5 separate regions of the Mus musculus genome follow, and all the other regions are linked to region 1. Evidence: chromatin contacts called from public Hi-C, HiChIP or PLAC-seq and Micro-C data. All regions are on one chromosome and are shown on one strand. The core of a region is the stretch at or near the end of the contact, and the rest is flanking DNA. Distances in the headings are between cores, read along the strand shown.

What was found. A called contact is a pair of places that touch in the nucleus more often than the background predicts. HiChIP or PLAC-seq counts read pairs in DNA pulled down with a chosen protein or histone mark.
Region 2: a contact with region 1 is called in a Micro-C map of trophoblast stem cells, with 2.2 times the contacts expected there. The contact joins the enhancer-like site here to the promoter of Insm1 in region 1. A contact is called at or near these places in 3 of 39 promoter capture datasets (the HPC-7 cell line, pre-B cells and trophoblast stem cells), 2 of 484 Hi-C or Micro-C datasets (the AtT-20 cell line and trophoblast stem cells), 5 of 115 datasets of contacts at active chromatin or transcription factors (differentiating embryonic stem cells, embryonic hindbrain, embryonic stem cells and 2 more) and 3 of 9 other capture datasets (adipose tissue, liver and pancreatic islet).
Region 3: a contact with region 1 is called in a FOXA1 HiChIP or PLAC-seq map of pancreatic cancer cells. The contact joins the enhancer-like site here to the promoter of Insm1 in region 1. A contact is called at or near these places in 1 of 39 promoter capture datasets (the C10 cell line), 4 of 115 datasets of contacts at active chromatin or transcription factors (embryonic forebrain, embryonic stem cells, neural tube and 1 more) and 2 of 9 other capture datasets (adipose tissue and pancreatic islet).
Region 4: a contact with region 1 is called in a Hi-C map of cerebellum, with 2.5 times the contacts expected there. The contact joins the enhancer-like site here to the promoter of Insm1 in region 1. A contact is called at or near these places in 11 of 39 promoter capture datasets (the 3T3-L1 cell line, 3T3-L1-derived adipocytes, the C10 cell line and 4 more), 1 of 15 datasets of contacts at CTCF or cohesin (pro-B cells), 25 of 484 Hi-C or Micro-C datasets (the AtT-20 cell line, B cells, the N1E-115 cell line and 10 more), 13 of 115 datasets of contacts at active chromatin or transcription factors (embryonic basal ganglia, embryonic forebrain, embryonic hindbrain and 6 more) and 4 of 9 other capture datasets (adipose tissue, embryonic stem cells, liver and 1 more).
Region 5: a contact with region 1 is called in a Hi-C map of cerebellum, with 2.0 times the contacts expected there. The contact joins the enhancer-like site here to the promoter of Insm1 in region 1. A contact is called at or near these places in 9 of 39 promoter capture datasets (3T3-L1-derived adipocytes, the C10 cell line, the HPC-7 cell line and 4 more), 16 of 484 Hi-C or Micro-C datasets (the AML12 cell line, the G1E-ER4 cell line, bone marrow-derived macrophages and 10 more), 12 of 115 datasets of contacts at active chromatin or transcription factors (bone marrow-derived macrophages, craniofacial prominence, embryonic basal ganglia and 9 more) and 4 of 9 other capture datasets (adipose tissue, embryonic stem cells, liver and 1 more).

What each region holds. Positions count from the first base shown.
Region 1 is chr2:146,220,594-146,223,293 of GRCm38.p6, reverse strand. It overlaps Insm1 (insulinoma-associated 1), which reads right to left and starts at 1,297. Exons shown (of 1, transcript NM_016889.3): 1 at 1-1,297. The coding sequence starts at 1,028.
Region 2 is chr2:146,082,195-146,084,894 of GRCm38.p6, reverse strand. The region is part of intron 18 of Cfap61 (cilia and flagella associated protein 61); the gene reads right to left. Among named protein-coding and RNA genes, the nearest start is that of Gm34629, 16 kb to the left of the region's middle. Within about 2 kb of position 1,329, at least 22 of the 459 cell types and tissues checked have an H3K27ac peak or open chromatin away from gene starts, as enhancers often do. A contact at or near this core is called in trophoblast stem cells, where this site is marked.
Region 3 is chr2:146,017,332-146,020,031 of GRCm38.p6, reverse strand. It overlaps Cfap61 (cilia and flagella associated protein 61), which reads right to left. Exons shown (of 27, transcript NM_001369121.1): 13 at 2,575-2,700. Among named protein-coding and RNA genes, the nearest start is that of Gm34629, 81 kb to the left of the region's middle. Within about 2 kb of position 1,266, at least 4 of the 459 cell types and tissues checked have an H3K27ac peak or open chromatin away from gene starts, as enhancers often do. A contact at or near this core is called in pancreatic cancer cells, where this site is marked.
Region 4 is chr2:146,049,023-146,051,722 of GRCm38.p6, reverse strand. The region is part of intron 17 of Cfap61 (cilia and flagella associated protein 61); the gene reads right to left. Among named protein-coding and RNA genes, the nearest start is that of Gm34629, 49 kb to the left of the region's middle. Within about 2 kb of position 1,437, at least 9 of the 459 cell types and tissues checked have an H3K27ac peak or open chromatin away from gene starts, as enhancers often do. A contact at or near this core is called in the AtT-20 cell line, the N1E-115 cell line, cerebellum and 1 more, where this site is marked.
Region 5 is chr2:145,970,433-145,973,132 of GRCm38.p6, reverse strand. The region is part of intron 7 of Cfap61 (cilia and flagella associated protein 61); the gene reads right to left. Among named protein-coding and RNA genes, the nearest start is that of Cfap61, 37 kb to the right of the region's middle. Within about 2 kb of position 1,297, at least 6 of the 459 cell types and tissues checked have an H3K27ac peak or open chromatin away from gene starts, as enhancers often do. A contact at or near this core is called in cerebellum, where this site is marked.

The DNA of each region.
Region 1 (2,700 bases), core at 48-2,547:
TCCGCCCTGGTGGCGGCTTCTGGCTCTGGCGCGCGGGCCGCCGCGGGCACCGGCCGTGGTTTGTGCCAGCGGCGGTGCGAGGCCAGGTTGGCCGGGCAGCTGAAGACCTTGGCGCACTCTGGGCAGCGGTACTCCACGCGCACGATGCGCGAGCACTTGTGCTGCGCCAGCGCGAACGGGTCAGCGTACTCCTCCTTGCACAGCTGGCAGATGAACTCGCCCAGGGGTCGGGTCGCGCCCCCCGCGCGACCCCGCGGCGCCTCCACCGGGCCCTCCTTGATCTTGAGCCCCAGAACCGGCGACGTGGTCACCTCGTCCTCGAAGTGCAGCTTGCGGATGGCCTTCGGCTTTTTGGCGCTCGGGGCCTTGGCTGCCTTGGCGGGCGGCTCTGTAGCGACAGCGGCGGGGGGCGCCGGTCGCTTGCCCGGGGGCCGCAGGGCCGCGGCGGGGGACAGTGGAGGACCGGTCCCAGGACCCCGGGCCGCCTCGGCGCCGGCGGAGAACGCAGTGCCCATCTTGAGCTCGGCGGGAGCGAAGAGCAGCGCGTCTCCGCCGCAGGTGCCGCCGCCGCCGCCGCCAGCGCCGTTGGCGCCGCTGCCTCCCCCTGCGAGCAGCGCGGCGGGCGTGGGGAAGGACTCAGCGGACACCGGCGAGCCCAGGTTGAAGCTGCGCTCGAAGTACTTGTGCTTCTCGTGCTCGCGGCTCACCGGCCGCGTGGGACTGTAGAGAGGCGCCGGGTGCGCAGCCTCGGGGTTGCCGAAGTGCGCGGCCCGCGGGCCTGGCGGGGGTGGCGGCGGCGGGCCTGGCGCGCAGGCGAGCGCGGCGGCGAGCGCAGCATGGGCGCGCTCCGCGAGCGCCGGCGGCGGAGGTGGCGGCAGCGGCCCGGGGCTGGGCACCGGGGGCTCGGCGCGGGCGCCCCCGCAGCCGGGTGACAGCAGCAGCGCCCGGTCACTGTCCTCGCCGCCGCGGACCCGGTAGGACACGGGCGTGGACTTCTTGCTGCGCTTCACCAGAAACCCGCGGGGCATGTTGGCGCGGTGAAAAGGGCGACGCACTGGTTGGGTCCCACCTCCGTGCTCGGCCCTGGCGGCCCTCAGTGACCCCAGCCCATCGCCTGCACGCGGCGGCTTCGGGACTCCCGCAGTGCCCGCGGCTGCTGGCCCGGCTCTGCGCTCCGCACGCGCGTCCCTGTCCCCGGGCCCGGGCGCCGCTCCCTTTTAACGGGGGGAGGGGGCCATTGTTCTCGCCTCCCGCTTCCCCCAGAGCCAATCAGAGCGTCCGCAGCTCCTCCGCCGACGAGGGCGGGAGGGCGACGGAGCGGCAAAAAAGGGGCCGGGACTCGAGGGTCGCCCGGTAGGTGCGGCAGATGTACCTGAGGGCGCGGGGCCCCAGCGCGCGCCCCTCGGCCGCCCCGCCCCGCCCCGCCCCGCCGCGCCCGGCGCCGCCGCCCCGCCTGGCCCAGGCACACGCCCGGCCCCGCCTCCCTTCACGGTCTGCTGCTCCTCTATGGGGAGGCGCACGTGCCTGGGCTTTGTGTGTCTCCTCCGGGGGGCGCGGAGCCGCCAAATGGGCCCGTCCATCAGCACGACAATGTGCGCCCCCCTCCCGCGCGAGGATTACCCGCGGGTCGCGAGCTAAATAGCAACAAAGGAGAAGAATGGCCCCAAATATGTCAGGAGGGTTCAATCCGCGAGCCGGAGCCCAGGGGGAAATTGGGCGCGCTGATGGGGTGGGGGCAGGGGCGACCCGAGGGCCGCGGCTGCTGCGGGAGAAGGGCGCGGGAGCTCCGCGCGTCGTATGGAAAATCATCGGCAAGGGGAACGCGCAACTCAACTCCGGACAGCCAGTGGCCCGACCGTGCTCTGGCCGCGGGAACCCGGGCTTCAGAGAGTAAACACGTTGAGCCAGCGGGCTTCGGCGGAGCGCCGGGTCTGGGCTCACGGGCTCAACCTGCCGGCGGGCCTCGAAAGCTTCTCTCGAGTTGGAGAAACTGTTGGCATAGCACGTTTTCGATCGCCCTCGGATGCGAGGCTGCATCCCTGGCCTGCTGGCTGGCTTCCAAAAGGAACTTGAATATCTGAAGTTACGTTCCTTTCCCTAATATGCCTGAAGCCGGAGGATTGGCATCTTTGCCAGGGTCGGACCCAGGCTTCAGGAGCCTCCTCGCTGTCCAGGGCGTAGGCAACGCCTGTGGAGTTGACCCAAGTGGGCCACGCACGGTGAAGTTGGTTTTCACCCTCTGCGCAGCCTCATGCATTTTCATTCTGAGCGGGCATTTTGTCTGTGGGTTGACATCAGATGCTAAATCAAGGGCTCCAATCAAGGCGCTGCGGAATAAAGCAACCGCCTGTCTGGGCGCGGGGGCCCCCCCCCCCCGGAGTCGTGCCCCCTTCACCTTTGTGAAGGAAATTAACCTCCCGCTATTGAGCGCGGGTCGCGGCCAATCTGGACGCAAAAGAGACGCGTGCTGCCGGGGGTGTGGGGAGGTGGGGGTGGCCAATCTGTCCTCAGAGGGAGCCTGCAGCCTGAGAGGACCAGCCGCTTCCTCCCGTGCCACTGGCAAGAGACAACAACGAAGGACACCCCTGGTACACACACGCCACACTAGACGCCAGATTTGGACCCAGACCCGGCAACTTGTCTAGGGATCTCTTCCCTGCTAATGGCTGAGAAAACACAGAAGGTTCTTTTCTTGGGGAA
Region 2 (2,700 bases), core at 80-2,579, 140 kb after region 1:
CCCGGAGCTCTTGACTCTAGCTGCATATGCATCAAAAAATGGCCTAGTCGGCCATCACTGGAAAGAGAGGCCCATTGGACACGCAAACTTTATATGCCCCAGTACAGGGGAACGCCAGGGCCATAAAAGGGGAGTGGGTGGGTAGGGGAGAGGGGGTGGGTGGCTATGGGGGACTTTTGGTATAGCATTGCAAATGTAAATGAGCGAAATACCTAATAAAAAATGGAAAAAAAAAGAATATTGGTGAGAAATAAGTAATCTGCAAAGAAACAAAGAACATGAGGGGTACTCTGGTTGATGGTATGAGTTCTGTCTACATCATCTAAGCCCACCTGTCACCAACAAATGATTCTCAAGCCACCAGCACTCCGCTGCCTCCAGAGGTCTGCCAAAGGGCTTCTTCTAAACGTGGGAGAACAGACCAGGGTGCCAATCAACAACCAGGACAGGGATGGGTGGATAACACTAGAGCATCCTCACCCCAAAGAGGGACCACTTTCAGTTGTCTCTCTCCAAGAGCCCTAGCAGGATGGGGGTGGGGTCTCAGCTTCCCAGCTGAAAAGCTTTCCTCCTTCTCTTGTCTGACGAAGCATTATGTTGCCAGACCCGAGACTATTCCCATTCCACACCCCAGGCCTTTGTGTTCAGCTCATTTGGAAGAAACACAAATCAAGACAGCAGTTGATGTTTTTGTTTCAAAATTGCACTTTTGTGGGGTCATGAAGACTACATCTTCTGCCTCCCACCCTTAACTACAAAGAAGCATCAAGAACCTATGAAACTTGTGATAGGCTAAGCCCTCCTTCAAAAAAGGCATAATAGTGACTATAAAAGGATTGCACTTTGCAGGGGGGTGGGGAGAGTATGTAACTTGGTATTCAGAGACAGGAAATACCTTTCTTGAAAGGAACAGGAATGATAACTTTAGCAAATGAAGATACTTTTATTTAATACTAATTACATTTAAATATTGGAATTGGCTTAGGAAGCCTGGTTATCATCCCTGGAGATGTCCCCGATCATTCTTTTCTGACGGCTCAGTGTTTAGTCCTTCTGCGGTGGGGCTGTGGGGCCCCTGGGAGGCTGAGCCACTGTGCTTAGCATGCTCTCCAGGTCACAGCTCCTCCCATCCCCAGCTACCAGACGGACCTCAGTACGGTCCCTGGTGATCTCTTTGTAGTTCCAACACCACAATAGGGCAAGATGCAACCTGCCCTTACATTTCTGTTTCAAGTGTCTGCCTGTTCTCTGGGCTCTAGGGAAGTTGATATGAGCATGCCTTTGCCCTGCTTTTGTTCTGGTGTGAACAAAGCAAACCAGGGGACCACACGCCCTTTCAGTTCCTGTGATAGGACAGGGCACTCACAATCAACTTGCTCATGGGGGTTGGCTCTGAGATCAGCAAGCAAGCAAGCACTATTATTAGTCACCTAATTAGTGACAGGCCACACTGAAGGTTTCAGATGTCCTCAGACAAACATAAAGAACGTAATTAGGCTGCTGGCATTAGGCTGGCTACTGCCAGTGCCCACAGCTGGGCCAGATACTGAGTGGAATTGTGTCACCTCATAACAGGGTTATGGTCACTTAAGAGTCAGAGCTGCAAAAACTTCCTGGTTCTGAGCTATTCTTTACCTCAGTTTTTTTCTACCAGATGAAGGATCAACGTCTAGACTAGGGAGCCTGAAGCTTTGTCCATTAATGGATTGTTTGGGTTTTGTTGTTGTCGTTGATGTTGTTTGCTATATCCACTCCAGTAGTGACTTGCTCAACAGGTTTAGAAACCTGGAAGCAGTCCCGAGGCGAAGAGTTTCACGGAAACTTAGTCTCCTGGAACTGTGCATCCCATAGCACGTATGCTCCAATTTTGTCCTTGTGAATGGATCTGTGTACTTCCTTTCAGTATTGCTTTGTTATAGGTGCCTCTAAGCAATGACTTGCCAAATACCTAAACAAAATCGAACTTTGCTTCCTGGCCTTCACCAATGCCCTAGGTAGTCCTTGAGCCAACCCTGGGCTTGGAATTCAGTAAGAATGTTGCCTATTCAGTGACATTCAGAATTGCCTCTAGTATTGTAAGAGAGATAGGGAAAGAAATCAAGCATTACTATCTACTGCATAGAGTTAGAAATCTCAGGGCAAGCTTAGCAAAGTAAGTTTAGAACTCTTATTATATTTATATATGGCAGACTACATTACTTATTAGTAGAAAAGTCCCCCACACTATCACTTAGAATAAAAGCCAAGTCGCTCCCATATACAGGAATTTACAGTGGTTTAGGAAGTAGATCAGGCTGTGGTTTTAGAGTATTGCATTATTCATGAGAAGGTTAGCTAGAGCGGAACTCCCTAATTAGAACCATGACTTGGGTGTGAAAGTCCTTGCCCTGGGAGTGTAAAGATCTCACACCTGGCTTCTAAGACTATAGCTGACCTTAGATAGGGCTGACTTTGTCTCAGTTGTTTTATTGCCCAGTTCCTGTCAGTCTTTGTGTTTGCATTCCTCTGTTTTGTGTTAGAGTCTTTAAGCATCCGGTAAACTCATTGTACCTTGTCGATGTGTCACCTAACTTCCCTATTCTGTATAAAAAGTTTGATGCTCAATTTGACGAATCACATTCATTGTAATTTGACAATTACATTGTCACCCATTCTCACCGACTCCATGTCCACTTGCTGGAACCACTGATTCCCATGGAT
Region 3 (2,700 bases), core at 17-2,516, 200 kb after region 1:
TGAGTACACTGTAGCTGTCTTCAGACACATCAGAAGAGGGCATCAGATCCCATTACAGATGGTTGTGAGCCAACAGGTGGTTACTGGGAATTGAACTCAGAACCTTTGGAGAGCCATCTCTCCGGCCCTGTAATGGCCTTTAGAAGACACAATTATAGTAGCAATTAGGTGGCAGCATCCTGGAGGACTGAGGCAGAGTTCTCCAGAAGGTGGTGTGTGCTTTGAATTGGTGTTCAATATATGATTTCTCCCACAGCCAGGAACAAAGGAGTGGAAAGGTGAACAGTTGCACTCTCACTCACTTCAATGAGAAACCACAAATGGCTAATCCAGATAGGATGAAAAGGAGCACAGATGCTTTGGAAATGTAGGAATGGGTTACTCCTCCAGGAAAGGAACCAGAACTTACTGAGAGTGGAGAAGATACAGGATGGGTACTAGATGAAAGCCATTAGAAATACCATCTAAGTTCATGTGACCAGTTGCAGAAATGAAGATTATAAGTGATGTGAATGTTTCTGTCATATGTTGTTAAGAATACGCTTGCACAGATATTTGTGTTCTCTTTCCTCAATATCTTTATCATCCAACGTAATATCAATTAAGAGAACATCAGTGGTTGTTATATTTAAGTTTTGAAATACCAAAAGAATGTCCCTTGAAGGACACTGTCACCTATTCTAAGAAGTTATAACACATTTGTTTATACAGTTGTATGAGGGATAACCATCTTGGGTATAAAAGTGGCATGGTTGTTGTTTACATTTGGGAATTAATCATGACATAAGGAAATATCACACATCAGGTTGAGAAAGGGTAGGCCTGTGAGAGCTATTCCTGATTGTCCATTTGATTATGTCTGGAATTAACTAAACTCAAACAGGTGGATACATCTGAGAGGGTCTTTTTTTTTCTTAATTAAATCATTTGAAATGGGAAGACTCACTTTTTATCCCAATTTTCTGAGGTGGGCAGATCCACCATCTGCTGGCAGCCTACATGTAGGACATGGGAGAAAGAAGCTCCCTCTTTGCCTGTTTGCTCTTGCTCTTACTGAGAAGTCCACTCCTTCACTAGAGCTTCTTTGGGATTCTGGCATGGACATATACTAAAAGCCAACTGTGACGTGCAGCCTTGTGCACTGAACAACTACTGGATTCTTGGACTTTCTTCCTGTAGGTAGACAGCCATTGTTGGTCTAGCTAGACCATAGCCTGTGAGCCACTTTCTACCAGTTCTGTTCCTCTAGAGAACCATGACAAATACAGGTGCTACACAGGCTGATGGGGGGGGGGAACTGTCACCAACAGCTGTACTCAGAGGTGGACCCTATATGCTATACTAGACAAGAAGTGCCAGGCAAGATGTGACTGCTAGTGCATTAGTAGCACAGCTACTGTGGGGACAAATAACTGCTTTCTGATGTGGACTTAAGGCCAACTTTACAGGATGTGACTAATGTCTGAGATGCTGGAAGGCAGGGCAAAACCCCATGGCTGTAGAAATATCACCCCCCCCCCATGGGAAAGCAACTGCTGTTTTGTTAAATGGATGTTATGTGTGCTCGTCATTTCTGATTACACTCATAGAATACTGTTACTCTCATGAGGAGAGACTTCTTTCCTTCAGTGGGTGATGGCTCTCGCCATGACTCTTAACAGCTGAGACTAAGTGGCTGTTACTGAAGTACAGTAATCCACTGCTCAATTATAAATGGAGGAAAACAACAGAACATTTATATCACCCTTCCCAAGACTTGGGGAACATTTTCAAAGATGGCAAAGAAAGAATGTGAGTGCCCAGGGAAGGAGTTGAGTGTTGTTATTCTCCACGAGGGAAGAAGGAGGCTCATTAAACTTAGCTATGGAAATGTACCAGGCTCACAGAGCTGGGAAGACTCAGAAAAGGGAGAAGATCCACAAGGCCCCTTCCCAAGGTTATACAAGCAATGAACAGTAGCTGGGAGAGAAGAGAGTCTTTCGGAAGGGCTGGCTGCAGGCTGGGCAGGAGCTCTAGGAATGGAGCTTTGGGGAGTCTTTACCCAGACTGGTTTAGGCTCTTCAATGATGCAGCTGTCTTTGAGTCACCCATGTCTCTGTAAGTCACTCTTACTCCATGTTCCTGTAAATATCCCATAAGGCTCATTGCCACCAAGCTAGATTTTGTAGGTCATTTCTTTGGCCTGCTGTTGGTGTCCTATCTGGGATGAGCAGACACACATTATTACTTTTGTTGCTATGATAAGATTCTACGGTCAAAAATGAACTATGGAAGAAAAGTATAGTTCAGCTTCTGGTTCCAGAGGGGAGAGTCGGCAATGGCAAATGAGGCATGGAAATTGTGAGATAGTGTCTTCAAGCCCACACAGAGAGATGTAGGGCAAGGCTATACATTCTCAAACCGGACCCCAGTGACATACTTCCTCCAGCAAGTTCTCTGCCTTCCAAAACCTTCTCCAAACAGCATCACCTAAGGGTTCCAATACCTGAGCCCGTGGGGAACATTTTTAGTTCAAACCAGAGCAAGACATTATCATTTCCTCGAGGAAGTGAGACAACTCAGGAGTTCACTTACCTGAGCAGCCCAGCCCGATGGAACACGTAGAGGTCGTGGTCCAGGGTGCAATTGTTGAATGGGACGACCTTCACAAAGTTCTGGATGAGGACAAACTCAGGCGTGAGATGGGGCACAGATATCAAG
Region 4 (2,700 bases), core at 188-2,687, 170 kb after region 1:
TAAATACCACCCAGCATTTGTCAGTTGTGCCGCTAGCTCCTCAAGTAAACCATCAGGCACTCCTGTGATAGGCTAAGAACACTGCTGAGCACCATTCAATATAGAGCTGAATCTTGAGAAGTTTGTAATATAACCACCATATGGGATCATATTTTTCTTCTTTCCATAGCAGCTGCCACCACAATTCTGAAAGGCTTGTAACAGCATGCTGATACAACACAGAGGGAATTATAGACACCCTCCATCTATTGATGTCTCAAAACAGGCCTAGCACACCAGTCTGGCCCAGATGTCTGCTTCTCCGCAGCCTCCTCAGCCAGAGTTAGGCTGGTGCGGGATTGACACTAAGAGCAGAAACCGGCTAGAGTTGGGGGTGGGGGGTCCTGGCAAGTCTGTGGATCACATTTTTGATTAAGTGGCTGGTGTTAAAGATGTGAGGGATTAAAAAAGTTTAGTGTCAAGCTGTCTACTTTCTGTTTGCTAGTTTCCTAGAATGGCCGTGGCGTCAGATTTACACGTTAGTTAATAAACTCTGCAAGTCATGGCTAAGAGTGAGTTTAGGCAATTAGCTGCCTGGTGGGAAGATCTGTCAATAAACCAGCCTTTGAACAAGTCACCCCCACCCGACACACACACACACCCCTCTATGAGGAAGATGGTCACAACAGTAAGTGCTGGTGTGACAGGTACATAAGATGGGTTCACAGGAAACCACCAACCAGATCTCAGCAAACAGTAACCACAGGAGGGATGCCCAGCATCACTGTCTGAGGGAAAAGACTTGTGAGAGTCATGAGGACAAACCTCGGATCTAAAAGCCATTCTGATACCTGCATACACACAGCACGTTATATTTAACTAAGGAGTGTCAGAGCATTGGGGAAAATGACACAGAAGGTATATTATTTGAGAAAAAAAGAGCCCATGAAGGAATTTACACAAATTTCTCTACAATTCATAGAGGAAAGGGTTCCCCGCCATTCTAAGGAAACGTATTTCCCAGGAGTAGCATGAATGTGTAGGAAGAGGCTGAGAACAGGGCTGGAAAAGCCAACTAGACCCCTGTAGTGACTGAAAGTAGGTTTGTTTCATGTCCAGGAAACTTCACTGTGGTGATATTAATAAGGATCAATGCATAGATGGTGCTGAAAACCACAGGTTTACAATTTTAGAATCATCTCCTCAGGAGATAATAAAAAACTGTGGATTTTGGTTGGCTGGTTGGTTGGTTGGTTTCTTTGTTTGATTGTTTAAAAAAAATACTACATACTTCAACCACTACTATGACTAAGGGAAGTCTGACTACTGTCAGTGAAAGTCACCACGTTTAAGGAAGGGACTGGGAAACAATTACTCTGGGGAAAACCTAGCAGGTGCTGGGAGAATAATGCAATTTCCCAAGGCAGCAGATGCCCAAGTGCAACAGGATCCAGTAACCGTCCATCAGATGGTAATTATAGCTGGACTGGGGAAGAGCAGCCCAGATAAAAAGGGGCAATTCAAAGGGTAACTGAATGCCAGCCAGTGACATCTTTCTGAGATCACGTACCAGGAAAGGGTGGGCCAACACTTAGCTCTGGGGGTGGGGGGTTAGATACACTGCTGTTTTTTCTTGTACAAGGACAAAAGGAGATGTGGAGAAAACAAACACAGAGAAATGGAGGCCCCTAAAGAAGTTAGTTCAGATTTCAGCAGACTGTCATTACAACCAGAAGGGAAAAAAATAATAATAATAACATCGGCGCTGAACGCTCTGAAAGCATGGTTTCTCAGATGGGGATGAGAGCATACCTTCATTCTGTGACCACTCTAAATCAGGACAAAGACTATAATTAGAATAGACCATGAGAGCTCTTGTGAATGATAAACACAGTGGATTCCAAGGCGAATTTCTGGAGTTTAGCATTATAAATAATTGTTAACCGTCACAAGAGGAAGCTCAGGAAGCGCAGACACTCCAGGAACTCTACAGACAGGTCTCTACAAACTCTACAGGTCCAATCCTAGCTAGCGAGTCGCAGCTCCTACTATTCTTCCCCCTCCCTCATCCACCGCCATTAACTCTGTAAGTAAGGGGCTGGGCAGATGGCTTTACAGAGGACCTGGGTTCATTCCCCCAGTACCCCCACATGTAGGCTCCCAACTGTTTCTAAGTCCAGCTCCAGGGGATCCAGCACTCTCTTCTGGCCTTTGAAGGTACTGCAAGCATATGGTACACAGACATACATGAAGGCAAAATACCCAAATGCATGAAAGTTAAACAAAAAATTGATATATTGCCAGGTGGTGGTGGTACACGCCTTTAATCCCAGCACTTGGGAGGCAGAGGCAGGCAGATTTCTGAGTTCGAGACCAGCCTAGTTTATAAAGTGAGTTCCAGGACAGCCAGGGCTAAACAGAGAAACCCTGTCTCAAAAAAACAAAAAACAAACCAAAAAATTGATATATTGTTAAATATACTGGCAGCTTTCCCAAGAGCAGTGACAGTAACAAAGTCAACTCAAAATCCCTCTAGGGTACAGACAGGAAAGAAAAAAATGCCTTCTCCACAGACCTCCAAAGTAGGAGAAAGGCAACTTGCCCAATCTTTAATTGGTTTGTCTGCACAACGAACTCAGGCAGATAGAGAGTATTTCTCAGGATTACAGTGCTATGGTAAGCTATGGCGACCCATCTAAATGAAAGTTTGTGACAATAGCT
Region 5 (2,700 bases), core at 48-2,547, 250 kb after region 1:
CTCGACTGTGTGTGTGTGTGTGTGTGTGTGTGTGAGAGAGAGAGAGAGAGAGAGAGAGAGAGAGAGAGAGGGAGGGAGGGAGAGGGAGAGGGAGAGGGAGAGAGAGGTGGGGGCTTGTTTGCTTGCTTTTCTTTTTACTCAGCCATAAGCCCTGACCTTGGGTGCCTTTCTCCCTCTGCGCTTCCCACACATCACGGACAGCTCTTAGTGAAGGGGGTCATCCCTGAACCCATCAGATGAACTCCAACTTAGAGAGCAGTCACAAATTCAGGGCTCCTTGACAGAGAGAAACTCTTCACTGTCTCTTGAGTTCACTTACTGAGTACTTGACTGGTCTGAGAGGAGAAGTGAAGAAAGGTTGTTTGGTGGGAAACAGCTCAATGAAGTCTGCCCTGATCTACAAACAAAACAATGCTCAGCACACTGAGACATTGGCACCAGGTACTGAAGTTCATGCAATGCTCACCGCGATTTTACTGTATGATTGTTGACATTTTAAAAAAAGATTTATTTATTTTGTGTATTATATATATATATATATATATATATATATACATACATATATGATCTATGTGCCAGAAGAGGGCATCAGATCCCATTATAGATGGGAGCCACCATGTGGTTGCTGGTAATTAAACTCAGGACCTCTGAAAGAGCAGCCAGTGAGTGTTCTTAACCTCTGAGCCATCTCTCCAACCCAGATTTTTGACATTTTTTTTGATGAGGAACACAGGCTCTCAGGAAGCTGAGTGACTGACTGATTGACCCAGCCATTCTATTCAGGAAGTGGGCTCACTGGTACTCTGCATCACTCATTCTCGAGAAGTTACCACCTCCACACAAATGGCAGATGCTTTAACATCCTGAGTCAGGGAAGGAAGCGGCAATAGTGTTTGGATGGTACGGAAAAAGACAGTCTTTCTCCAAGACACCTTTGTGTGCTTGAAAAACAAATGGGAGATGCTTTTGATTTTCAAGCAGTCTTTTTAGAAATGAATTTTCCTTGCATATTCTTTCCTTTCCCGGACCCCTCCCCAAATGATACTTGCTATAAAAGGCTGATTTACACAGCTGCTTTATAAAGCCATTGACACTTTAATGAAAGTCCAAAACAAACATTTTAATTTTTTCCCCAAATAACAAGTAATTGTTTGTCTTGTTTGTACTCCTGAACAAAGGCTGTGTAGCTGCACTTGTCTGGCTTCTCTATAATTTCAGGCCCAAGACTCAGCAGACGCTGATTAACCAATCCATCTACCATATGTGCAGAAAGAGACGGCCAGCCTCACTCCCGGCAGGGAAAATTGGCATCCATCTTGGTTCACATGGAGATGTCCTTCTAATCTACAGCCGTGCTGGCGCAGCGAAACTTGCATGGCCTGAAATACCTTTTGCTGGCTTCATGGCGAGCTGCATGTGCATGATAAGAATGTATTATTTATAAGACCGCTGTTAGTAATGAGCTATTACACTAATGGCTCATTGTGTTGGGGATTTGATTTCAAATGGCATGGATCACACATTCTGATGAAAATGAGAAAAACATGTTTTGCCATTAGGAACAAAGATTTAGCATCTTCCAATTCCACAACCTGTTATAGTCCCATCTCTCGGCGAAGCTTGTAACAACTTACAAAAGCCCACCATCAGAGACGGCGGCAGAGCAAGAACGGATGGCGGACATGTCTCTTCTGTTCTTTGGTTTTTCTTCAAATGACTGCCTTGAGATAGACCGTTCTGAAATATCAGTTTGCGGGATGGCCATGGGCATGTTGGTGTGCATGTCCCTTTACAGTGTGCGAAGGCATTGGCTGCTGTTATTGTTCAGCGGACAGAGTTGTTTCTTGCGGTCCAAGTCTCCTCACACTGGCAGACAAAACTCGAGGTTTTTCTCTTCTTGTCTGTCCTGTGAATCTTCATGATGACACAGAGAAGGTTTAGGTCCCTGGAAAACCATCTAGGAGCTTGTCTTGTCTTCACAAATAGGTCTAACTCTCCTATACGTGAGCGCTTTAACATTTATAACTCCACCCCCAAAGCCCTAGTCAGGCATCCCTTTCTAGTGACCATATTTCACAATGAGGGTTTTTGTCCTCGTTGTGACCGTTACTGGCTTTGAGCCCCTTCTTTTGGTGCCAAGTGCACGGCTAACCTGGCAGGCTCTCTCCCGCCTGCAGGTCAGTGGTGCTTTCTCGGACCACTGCTGCCCGTGTCCTGGATGATGCCAAAACAGACGCTTTGCCCATCTGTCTCTAGGAGCCGCCTTGGCCTCCAACCGCCCTTCCTTGAAATCTCAGCTTGAAGTAAACACCAGATGTCAAAGTACAGTTATGACAAGGATCCTGCAGCAAAGTCACAGCTCAAAACTCGTCCAAAGTAGCAGAGAGAACAAAGAAAGTCCTCACAGCCAACAATTCTTTAACAAGTCAGTGATCTTCCTCCTAACTCAAGCCATGCTCTGTAGCATTCTTCGTGAACAGCCTGAAACCATCCTGTACTGGATTGGGAAGAGGCACACTTGATGCACTCTGTCCTGCTACAGCTGGTCAGTAGTTGTGGCTGCCCTAATACATGGTATATGTTGGCAAACGCCAATTCAGTTTTGGGAAGAAATGCCCAGATGTGTAGTGCTTGCCAATGGTAAAATACTGTCATCATGGTAGTTTCAAGTTGCCAACCAATGTCATCAAATGGGAAGTA